Linked DNA regions of Sus scrofa: region 2 is linked to region 1. A link is a contact called in public HiChIP or PLAC-seq data. All regions are on one chromosome and are shown on one strand. Each heading gives the region's core, a stretch centred on a gene start, on an enhancer-like site or on the middle of the called end of the contact. The rest is flanking DNA. Distances are from core to core; before and after follow the strand shown. Region 1 overlaps PTPDC1 (protein tyrosine phosphatase domain-containing protein 1). Region 2 has its middle 3.3 kb from the start of MIRLET7A-2.

What was found. HiChIP or PLAC-seq counts read pairs in DNA pulled down with a chosen protein or histone mark.
Region 2: a contact with region 1 is called in an H3K27ac HiChIP or PLAC-seq map of alveolar macrophages. The contact joins two enhancer-like sites. A contact is called at or near these places in 2 of 47 Hi-C or Micro-C datasets (embryonic fibroblasts and epiblast stem cells) and 1 of 2 datasets of contacts at active chromatin or transcription factors (alveolar macrophages).

Annotation. Positions count from the first base shown.
Region 1 is chr3:43,358,809-43,364,559 of Sscrofa11.1, forward strand. All of the region lies in intron 2 of PTPDC1 (protein tyrosine phosphatase domain-containing protein 1), which reads left to right. Among named protein-coding and RNA genes, the nearest start is that of PTPDC1, 40 kb to the left of the region's middle. Within about 2 kb of position 3,008, at least 1 of the 83 cell types and tissues checked has an H3K27ac peak or open chromatin away from gene starts, as enhancers often do. A contact at or near this core is called in alveolar macrophages, where this site is marked.
Region 2 is chr3:43,459,506-43,465,256 of Sscrofa11.1, forward strand. No RefSeq gene overlaps it. Among named protein-coding and RNA genes, the nearest start is that of MIRLET7A-2, 3.3 kb to the right of the region's middle. Within about 2 kb of position 3,361, at least 7 of the 83 cell types and tissues checked have an H3K27ac peak or open chromatin away from gene starts, as enhancers often do. A contact at or near this core is called in alveolar macrophages, where this site is marked.

The sequences.
Region 1 (5,751 bases), core at 1,758-4,257:
TTTCCGCAGATAGTTGTAATTTGGACGTGCTTACATAAGAGGAGGTTTCTGTTCCACCGTCTTGGTTGTTCTCTCCTTACTCTTTTAAGAAGGAATATTTAAAACAGTGTTTGTCGCCTGCGTTCTCCTCTTAAACTGAAATTATCCAGCTGTTGCTCTCATCAAATGCCTACTTGTGATTCAGCCTTTTACTAGTTTCTTCTTTTGTTATTCGCAAGTGTCACTTAGAAAACACATTGAGAAGCTCTCCTCCTCTGTTTCGTTTTGGTTTTTTTTTTCCTCTCCTTTGTCACTGTCCTACTGTACTGATTTTTACAAGGTGCCTGGGAAGGAAGGGTGCTCTGTGACTCAGAGTCTTACTGCCACACTCATCCTTACTCTCACTGTTGCAAGTTCTAAGCTGGAAGTACACCTTGATTCCCTGTGACTTTGGCACCGCTGTTCTGGTTACTACCACCAACAGTTGGCAAGAGAAATGCTGAATAATTTTCTTTCTTTTTTTTTTTTTTGTGTGTGTGTGTGTCTTTTTGTCTTTTTGCCTTTTCTAGGGCTGCTCCCGCGGCATATGGAGGTTCCCAGGCTAGGGGTCGAATTGGAGCTGAAGCCACCAGCCTACACCAGAGCCACAGCAACGTGAGATCCGAGCCTCGTCTGCAACCCACACCACAGCTCATGGCAATGCCAGATCCTTAACCCACTGAGCAAGGCCAGGGATCGAACCCGCAACCTCATTTGTTAACCACTGCGCCACGATGGGAACTCCATGAATAATTTTCCTTGGCAGTACCCTTGCATGTGGTTTTCTTACTGCCTACTTTGGGTTTTGCCCATGTTCGCTTTGGTGCTCCTCTATAGGAAACTTTGAAGTGTTTGCTTTTCCTGAGTATGGATTAGATAATATAAGGAAAAGTAAAGGAGTAAGGGTCTAAAAGTATTAAGAGTTAAGCACTTGCTGGGAATAATTGGTTCTCAGCTGATTGTGCCTCATGTTGGAATCTAACCACTCCACCAGAGGGAGCTCTCTTTTCCCACTTCTGACCTTTTCTGGATTCCAGATCCTTGTAGATTCTCCTTCCCCTGTCCCTTCTGTGTCTGGCTCTAGAGGGACTAATACATCTGATAGCTACCATCTATGGAAAGCTTTTGTGTGCCAGGCTTACTGCATGTTCATTTCCTTGGTTTTAGAAAGAGGTGCTCTCTAAAACAAATGCAATGATGGTATCTACTTACTGCTTCTCTTGTAGAATAATGGGGTGTTTTTTTCCCCCTAAGTAACTTTGCAGCTAAGAATGTAGGAGTTGGATGAGTCTTTTTCCCTAGCCCTTCTTCTACTGGAATGTTACCGTCTAAGTTGGTGTTTCTCGCCTGGGGTTCTGTTGGCTTTTGAGGTGGGACAACTCCTCATGGTACAGGAGAGCTCTGAGCATTGAAGACATTTGGTAACCCTGCCCACCCCCCAGGTTACAGTGATTAATTACAGTGACAACCAAAGCATATCCATTTCCAAATGCCCCTAGGAAGGTTGTAACCTCTATTGTCACCCACTAGAGAAGCTGATTTTTACCTTTTCCAAGACACTTTTTTAAAAAAATAAAATATTCCTCAGTGTATAAATGTAGCTAATTTTGAACTAGGAAAAAAATCTAGAAAAATAAAAAGCTTACTTTATATCTTCTTAAAATGCATCTCATTTATGACGATGGTCAATTAAACTTCTAGTATTTTTTTCTTAATTTTGGCTAATGGATCATGGGAAATTTTAGGAGATATACAACTAAAGTACTTAAATTACTTTTAAAAGAGGAGTTCCCGTTGTGTCTCAGCAGTAAGCGAACCCGACTAGGATCCATGAGGATGCAGGTTTGATCCCTGGCCTTACTCAGTGGGTTAAGGATCTGGTGTTGAGGTGAGCTGTGGTGTAGGTTGCAGACATAGCTCAGATCCCAAGTTGCTGTAGCTGTGATGGAGGCCGGCAGCTGTAGCTCGGATTAGACCCCTGGCCTGGGAACTAACGTATGCCATGGGTGTGGCCATTAAAAAAAATTACTTTTAAAGGAAAATAGAAAACTCAGCAATAATTAGCTTTGGAAATAGACCTTAATTTAAATCATGATTCTACATTTTTTGGGGAAAAAAGAAAAGTCTTATTTTGGAAATTTTCAACATTCATGGAAGTATACAGAATCCACTAAAGATTCACATGTGATTATCACACCCCTGTACCCCATGGAAGTACTATCCCCTATATAAATCAGCTTTAACAGTCTCAGCTCACTCACTCCCTCTACTCCCTTCCTCTACTTCCAGATTATTTCATTTGTTAACCATATCATCATTGCATTAACTAAAAATAAATTTAACACTAATTGCTTAGGCATCTGAACATTGCTCAAATTTCTGATCGTCTCATACATATATGTATGTTTATTTGAATCAAGATCCAAAAAACCACATTGTTTAATATACTGTAATTGGTTGATGTGTGTCTAATATCTTTTAAATTTGGCTTTCCCTGTCTCTTGTTCCTTATAGTTTGTTGGAGAAACCACTTTTTTTTTTTTTTTTTTTTTTTTTTTTGGCCCTATAGAGTTTGCCACAATCTGTATTTTGCTGGTTATATCCTTGTGGTATTTCCTGTAAATAGAATTGATAGAGGGATGTAGAGTCTAATCAGATTTTTTTTTTATTGGCATAATATTACATGGATGGTGCTATATTCTTCTATCAGGATGCCCATGATGTCTTGTTGTCTCTTTTTTTGTGATATTAGTTCTTCTATTTTAAAATAATTCCAAACTTATACAGAAAACTACAAAAAAATTCCTGTGTATTTTTTACCCAGAGACCCCCATTCAGGTTTTATCAGCTGTCTCAATGATATCCTTTAATAGCAGAAGGATTCTTATCAATTTTTTTTTCAGTTTCTTTTGATGACTGTAGTCCTCTTTGACCTTTGTGAAGAGTACAGGCCAGTTCTTTTGCAGTATGTTCCTCAATTTAGGTTTGTCTGCTATTTCATCATAAGATTGAGGTTATGCATTTTTGACAGAAACATCACAAAAGTGAGTCTATGCTTTTCTTATAGTGTATCCTATCGAGTGACACAGATATCATTTTACTTTAAAACTGGAAATGTTAAGTTTGATTGCATCAGTAAAGCGGTATCTGCCAAGAATTACCTATTACAAATTGTTCTTTCTCTGTTCATAATTAATATTTCATGAGAGATGTTTTGAGACCATGTATATATCCTGGTCCTCATCCAGCTTTTACGCAGTAGTTTCAGCTTTTAATTATTACTATGATAGATAACTAAGTGGAGCATTTTTGTTTTGTTTTGTTTTTTGTTTTTTGGTCTTTTTTCCCTTTTCTAGGGCCGCTCCTGTGGCATATGGGGGTTCCCAGGCTAGGGGTCCAATCAGCAATGTGGGATCCCAGCCGTGTCTGTGACCTACACCACAGCTCACGGCAACGCCAGATCCTTAACCCACTGAGCAAGGCCAGGGATCGAACCCGCAACCTCATGGTTCCTAGTCGGATTCGTTAACCACTGAGCCACGAAGGGAACTCCTAAGTGGAGGTTTTTTAATTCCATCACTCCCTCTGCATTTCTTAGTTGGCACTTTACTATGAGGAAGAAATTTCCCTTTCCATTTATTTGTTCACTCATTTCTTTATTTCAGTTTAGGTTGCTATTTTGTTCAATGCAATACCGTCTTTTACTATCATTCATTTTGATGCTCAAATATGGTACTGTCATATTTGGCCGGTAAGAACCCTTTAGCTCTATCATTTTGACATTCCTTACTTTCTAGGACAGCAAGAGCTTCTAGTCTCATATTGTGCTTTCCCTGTCTCACCCCTGAAATCAGTCATTTTTTCCCAAGGGGCCCTGGTTTCTTTTAGCTGGGGCTGGGGTTAGTGGTGGGGGGTGGGGCGGTATTTAGAAACCAAGATGTATTTAACTACTGGATGTGCTAACTGCTGGAATGTTAGAGTTCCCAAGCTCCCTAGGAGAGAATGCTAGGAAATATGCATTAATATACATACACACACACATACACCTGTCCGTTTTTACATGCGTATTTATTTTTGTTTCTATCTGTACATGTTGAAAACCATGACTTCATTTGGTACTTCCTATTCTAATCCAACTCAATACCATTATTCTAGCTTTTTCAATTATGTTTATAATTCCCATCTCCAAGAATGAGAAGTCTGGCTCTATTTTTTTCTTTTTATAGCCACACCTGCGGCACATGGAGATTCCCAGGGTAGCGGTCAAATTGGAGCTACAGCTTATAGCAGTGCCAGATCCTCAACCCACTGAGTAGGGCCAGGGATCGAACCTACATCCTCAGAGAGATGCATCCACAGAGAAACCAGGGCTCCTTGGGAAAATGATTGATGTCTTGCTGTATTTCTGTTGTTGTTGTTGTTGTTTTTTTAATTTTGTTATAGTTGATTTACAGTGTTCTGTCAGTTTCTGCTGAACAGCAGAGTGACCCAGCCATACATATTTATACATTCTTTTTCTCATATTATCTTCCATCATGTTCTGTCACAAATGATTAGATATAGGTCCCTGCGCAGGAGTGTCCAGTTCTTAACATGATAGTCCACAATGGGAACTCCAGAAACCAGTGTCTTACTAGCCCCGATATGTTTGCTTATTTATTCAGCCCTCCTTTTCATAACCAGTCTACCAGCCCTGCCCAGCCATCAGCACCTTAGCTCTTTCTCCACATGAGGCCCACATCCTGCCAGGCTACGTGCCATGCACCCTCTTCTGTTGCCTTCTCTGTTGGCACTGACCTCTGCTAAATGACCCTCACTTAGGCCTGGCCTATGGTTTTTTCTTCTTGGTTATATATACATTTTATTTGAAATATGGTGATAATTGTACAGTCACCGGCTATTGTAAGAAATAGTACAAAAAGATCCCATTGACCCTTTACTTAGTTTCCGCCAGTGGTAACATCTTACAAAACTATAGTACAGTGTCATAGCCAGGATATTGACATTGTTATGGTCAAGACAGTTCCATCACTACAGGGATCCCTCTTGTTGCCCTTTGATAGCTAAACCTACTTGGCTTGGATTTCTTGGGTGTGTCCTATTTAAGCATAATATAGCTTCTTGAACATGTAAGTTTATGTCTTTCTTCAAAGTTGGGAAGTTTCCAACCATTATTTCTTCAAATATTTTTTTAGTCTCACTCTCTTCCTCCTTTGGGATTCAGTGATACGGACATGTTAGCTTCTTTGTGGTTGTGGTGTTTTTGATTGGTTTTGTTTTGGTTTTTTTGTTTTGTTTTGTTTTTTCTTTTTCTTTTTTTGGCTATCCTGTGACATAAGGAGTTCCCTGGTCAGGAATCAGATCCAAGCCACAGTTGTGACCTAAGCCACAGCTGCGGCAATGCTGGTTCCTTAATCCACTCTGCCAGGCAAGGGATCAAACTTGCCTGGCACAGTGCTACCAACATATCACTGATCCCATTGCACCACAGTGGGAATTCCTAGCTCCTTTGTTAAGTCCTGTAGGCCCCTGAGAATCTATTCATTTCTGTAAGTCTATTTTACTGTCGGTTTAGATTGTATAATTTCTGTTGATCTGTCCTCAAGGTCACTAATCATATTCTCTGTCATTATACTCTTGAGCCCAGCCAGAGAGTTTTTAAATGTTGGTTATATATTTTTCAGTTCTGTAGTTCCTATTTGTTTCTCTTTTTATAACCTCTATTTCTTCGCT
Region 2 (5,751 bases), core at 2,111-4,610, 100 kb after region 1:
TAATCAAGAACATCTTTGAGTTCTTTTCTGGTGCAGCCAGTTAAGGATCTGGCATGGTCACTGTTGTGGCTCTGGTTTAATCTCTGGCCTGGGAACTTCTGCAAGCTGTGGGTGCAGCCCTCCAAAAACAAAACATCTTATGTACCTGCTGTATGTCTAAGATCGAATGAAGGAAAGGTTTTGGTTTTGTTTTGGAAAACATGACCTAGTACTAGCTGTTTAAAACGTTTAAACTATTAAACTGTAGAAACTTTTAAACTATTTGAAATTTAACATGTGCTTCGGCTTAGTATTTATCAGCAAGTGAAACTAGATGATGAGACTGAAGGAAATACTTGTTGTATTTGTCAGGATAAGAAATTTAGTGGATAGTGGAGGTCCCGTTGTGGTGCAGGGGAAACAATCTGACTAGGAACCATGAGGTGGCTGGGTTCAGCCCCTGGCCTTGCTCAGTGGGTTATGGATCGGGTGTTGCTGCGGCTGTGGCGTGAAGCCTGGGAACCTCCATATGTCATAGGTGCGGCCCTGAAAAGACACAAAGCCAAAAAAGAAATTTAGTGGGTAGTAACTGTTTGTGATCATTTCACAGTGTTTACAAATAGGGAATCATTATGTTATGCACCTGGAACTAATATACTGTATGTCAGTTATACATCAATTTAAAAAAAAATCCTGCCTACAAAGAGAAATTGAAAGATTAGAAGTAGGTTAATTTGATTTTTGAAATTTTATTGGATTATAGTTGGTTTACAATGTTGTGTTAGTTTCAGGTGTTCAGCAAAGTGATACATAATACAGGTTATTACAGAGTATTGAGTAGATTTCCCTATGAGCTATACAGTGAGACCTTGTTATTATCTATTTTTTATATAGTATATGTATGTTAATCCCAACCTAATTTATCCCTCCCAACCTTGCCCCTTTAGTAATCCTAAGTATGGTTTGGAAATCTTTGAGTCTGTTTTTGTTTCGTAAATAAGTTCTTTTGTATTAGAAGTAGGTTAGTTTTCATTAGCAAAGCTTAGGAAGAAGGAATCAGAATTGTGTTGGAGAGTTTGCATGTTTTATATTGAAAATACTTTTACATTTTGGATAGTATTTTAATGTTCAGCCAGCATCATCAGATAATTTTGTTAATAGTTAACTGAGTATTTCAAGGAAATTCATGTTAAGTAGCCAATATTCTAATTTTGTATTTATCAGCAAGTGAAACTAGATGATGAGACTGAAGGAAATACTTGTATTTGAATGAAAGTTTGGCAAAAAGTGAAATTTATATAAATGGCCTGTGAATAAAGGTTTTTAAAAATAAAACCTGGGGTTTCCGTTGTGACTCATCAGGTTAAGAACCTGATGTAGTCCCCATGAAGATGCAGGTTCAATCCTGGGCCTCACTCAGTAGGTTAAGGATCTGGTGTTTACACAGGCTGTGGTGTAGGTAGCAGATGTGACTCAAATCTGGTGCTGCTTTGTTGCTGTGACGTAGGCCTGCAGCTCCAATTTGACCCCTAGTTTGGAAACTTCACGTGCTGCAGGTGCGTCCATAAAAAGAAAAAGGAAAAAGAATAAATAAATAAAAGTAAAAATTTTCTGAGGTGCTTTGTTTATAGAAGTATGTGAAATATTATAAAAGGTAGGAAATAAGACTGCTGGAAAAAGTTTTTCTCAGAAGTTCAGAGCTGTGTCACTGCAGTAACCAGTAGTGACAACACTGAATCCTCAGCCCACCTCACCACAAGAGAGTTCCTCAAACTCTAATAAGCCATAGAAAGTAGAGTATGCCTGGCTTTGGACTAGGTTTAGCGTATTTTAAGAACTAGAAGCTTGTTTGTTTAAAATACTGTCTTACTAGGGAGTTCCTTTTGTGACTCAGTGGTTAACAAATCAACTAGGAACCATGACGTTGCAGGTTCGATCCCTGGCCTCACTCAGTGGGTTAAGGATCTGGTGTTGCTGTGAGCTGTGGTGTAGGTCCCAGACAAGGCTTGGATCCCGTGTTGCTGTGGCTCTGGGGTAGCCTGGTAGCTACAGCTCCAATTAGACCCCTAGCCTGGGAAGCTCCGTGTGCGGCCCTAGAAAAGACAAAAAATAAAATAAAATACTATCTTACTAAAATTGACAATGCAAAAGTGGTATTTATGTATTTCAATTAGTATGTAGCTTTCAGAATGTATATTCATGTGTTTTTAGGACCATAACGCTTAACCTTCTTTTAGTTATAGACTTTGTAAATGTGGTAAAAGCTGTGGAGTCTTGTAGAAAAATTGTACATTCTGAAATTCATTGTGCTTATAGGTGAAGAACTCTGACTTTAAGGTGTTGACTATACACAAGTATTAAACATAAGATGTCATACACTGTCATTTACTAAGATATAAGTGGATTTTAAAATGAAACCTTACTTGATAGAAATACAGATAAACAAGCTTAAATCATAATTAATAAGTAGATATGCCTCTTCACAGCACATTTTAAGTTGACACAGCATGATTAAATTGAAGATAAGTATTTTTGACTGTCACAAGTATATCCAGGAATTTAAAGTTAGTTTCTCTCTCAGATTGATTTATTAGAACAAGGGTTACCATTTGTTGAGTACTTACTTCTAGGTCATTAAGGTGCTTTGCATGTGTTCCTAATCCTCAAAACGGTCTTCTGAGGGTGTGGATGTTAGTTCCCCAACTGATGAGAAATAAACCTCAAGAAGGTTATTTAATTTGCCCAAGAACACAGCTGCTAAGAAGCTGCTGTATCCGAAAGCCATTGCTCTAATCTTTCCTGCACTGCTATGTTGCGCAGGAACATTTTGTCCAAGTTGAATTGTGATGTTTAATTATTAGTATTTTTAATAGGGATGGGAAGAGTTCAAGCTACAGATTAAGGTAGTGCGTGAATAAGGATAGAAGATACATGGAAAGTTATGTTACTTTTAGTTAGAAAAGGAATTATCTGAAAGATCACATTCAGATAGTTTCAGCTAATAGTCTTGTCTAAGAATGTTTTAGTTAATATCTAATACTGATGATTGAAGCTACAAGTTACTGAGTATCCTCTGTGCACCTGGCATTGTGCTTTGTGACTTTCATATTTTCCTCCCCCCCATCATCTTTCCTTCCTTCCTTTTTCTTTCTCTGTAGTTATTTTTCTCTCCCTCCCTCCCTTCCTTCCTTTTCCGCCTCCACAGCATGGAGAAGTGTCCAGGCCAGGGATCAGACCCAAGCTACAGCAGTGACAATGCCGAGACCTTAAATACTGATTTTAATGAGTTAACATAACAGAGGCCCCAAGATTATTTCCGAGTCTCAGATTCTGAAGTGTGCTCTGACTTCAGAGGGGAAAATCTGAAGAACTGAAAGTAAACCTGCTCTGTGACCCAACTCCTTTCTCTTTCTTTAGTCAAACATTGTGTAGTTGTGACAGTGTACATGTTAGTTTTTCTTTAACTTTATTTCTTAATGAACATTTCTATGGATCCTTGTTATTTGTTATGTGGATTGTGTTCTGTGTTCTGAAAGCTTGCTTAACTAAACATTGCCTACTCTCAACTGTTAGATTTTAGTTTCCAAAATTTGCTCTCATCAGTATTAATCTGAAAAACTGTAGGTTGAAAACCATCAGTGGATCATAAAATCAATTTAATCTGTATAATAAAGTAGAAAAAGAATAGGGGTTAGTATTGATTTTTGAACAATAGTGAATAGTAGTATTTTACTGTATTAGTATTTTGTATTATGTATGTATAGACATGTATGAGTACTGTTTTGAATTATAAAACCTTTTTCTCATGTGGATCATAGACTTTTGGAAGCTATTGCTCTAATGAATAGTGATGCTACATAGTAGATAATTGTTCCCCCTGCCCCTCACCCATAAATAACAATTTTTGGGTTACATTTGTATGTATTTTCCCCCAATTGGAGGAGCATTTTAAAAGCTCCTGGTGTATAAATTGCTGGATTGCTGTCTACCAGTATGGGTACCTGTATACATTGCTGGATCAAGAAAAATAGTACAAAGTAAACATGCCTCATTTTCCAAGCTTGAAAAGTGAATACATTTTAAATTCTATTGTTTACTTCATTTTAAATTCCTACATTTGCTGAGGATTCAAACATGTTTTAAATGAGGAAAATCAGGCTGGGCTTGAGAATTGGGTTGGAGGTACCAGCTGGTTTTCCTCTTGGTTCTTATTTATTTATTTATTTATTTTAGGGCTGCACCCATGGCATATGGAGTTTCCCAGGCTAGGGGTCAAATTGGAGCTGTAGATGCAGGCCTAGGCCACAGCCACAGCAACACAAGATCTGAGCTGCGTCTGTGACCTACACCACAGCAACGCCTGATATGTAACCCACTGAGCAAGGCCAGGGATCGAACCCGCAACCTCATGGTTCCTAGTTGGATTCGTTAACCACTGAGCCATGAGGGGAACTCCCAGAAAAATCTTTTTAGGGACAGTTGTCTGCATGTTCATATCGTGAATTATCTGGCCTTGTAGAATTGAAATTGGCTGAGGTATGGTGAGTTTGAGTTTGGAGATCCAGTGCTGTCTCTCCTTGTAATTTGGAGCCAGTTATTAAACTTCCTGGCACCAGTTTACACCTATGTAAAATAGACACCATGAGATAAGGTGGCTCACTTGAAGGGCTTAATGGTGGGGTCTTATATATATTGAGGGTGTGGTAACTCTTTTCCTGTATTATGGATCATTTAGTCCATTGTATTGATGTTACAGAGGGGCTGGGTTCCAGAGTGTCAGTGAGTGAGCAGGGACAGGATTTGAACCTTGGTTATTTTGACTCCAAATGAGATATGTTGCTGTGAGCATTCATATTTAAGTTTTGTGTTTAATTCTGTTAGGAATATACCTGTAAGTGAAGTTGCGGGATCATTTGGTTAATTTTTTGATAAACTGCTAAACTTTTCCAAAGCACCTGACCATTTTACGTTCCCACCAGCAATGGTAATGTAATTTAATTTTTCCACATCCTTGGTCTCTTTTTGATTATGGCCATCCTCGTGGATCTGAAAGTGATACCCCATTATGATTTTGGTTTGATGACTAATAAATGATGTGAGGTTTTTTTATGTACTTATTGGCCCTTTTTTCTTATTAATCACATCTTTAGAGAAATGGCTATTTATCCTTCTTTAAAGGAGGTTATTGGTCTTAGGTTACGTTTATATGTGGTGCGAGGTGTAGGGGTCCAGATTCATTCTTTTGCATGTGGATATCCAGTTGTTCTGGCACTCTTTGTCGAAAAAAACTTTTGTTTCCCCATTGAATTGTGGTGGCACTCTTGTTGAAAATCAGTTGACCCAGTATATGGGGTTTATTTCTGGATGTTAAGTTCTGTTACATTGAACTATATGTCCTAAGAGTGGTTTTGTTTACAGGTTTTGGTTATTACTAAGTAACTACTTAGCAGCTTGCTTTCTTTGAAATTAAGTAATCTTTACAGTGGCTGCTTCTTAAGTATGAAGTCTGTAAATTGAAGACTGATATTTAATATGGTTTAGCTCAAGATTTTGATTATAAAACTAAACTGGTCATATTGCTTAGTTCAGAGAGTATTGTACCAAAGTGGTTACCATCTTTGATCTTCACAGCACTTTTCTAGTGAAGGAAGGATCCTTATCTTGCCTCAGATCCAGTAGATAATCATTGGTTTTCTTTTAATAAGATCACTTAGTGTTTGCTGACATGGAATACTTGAGTAGGTTAATTTAAAAATGAGGTTCTCATGTATG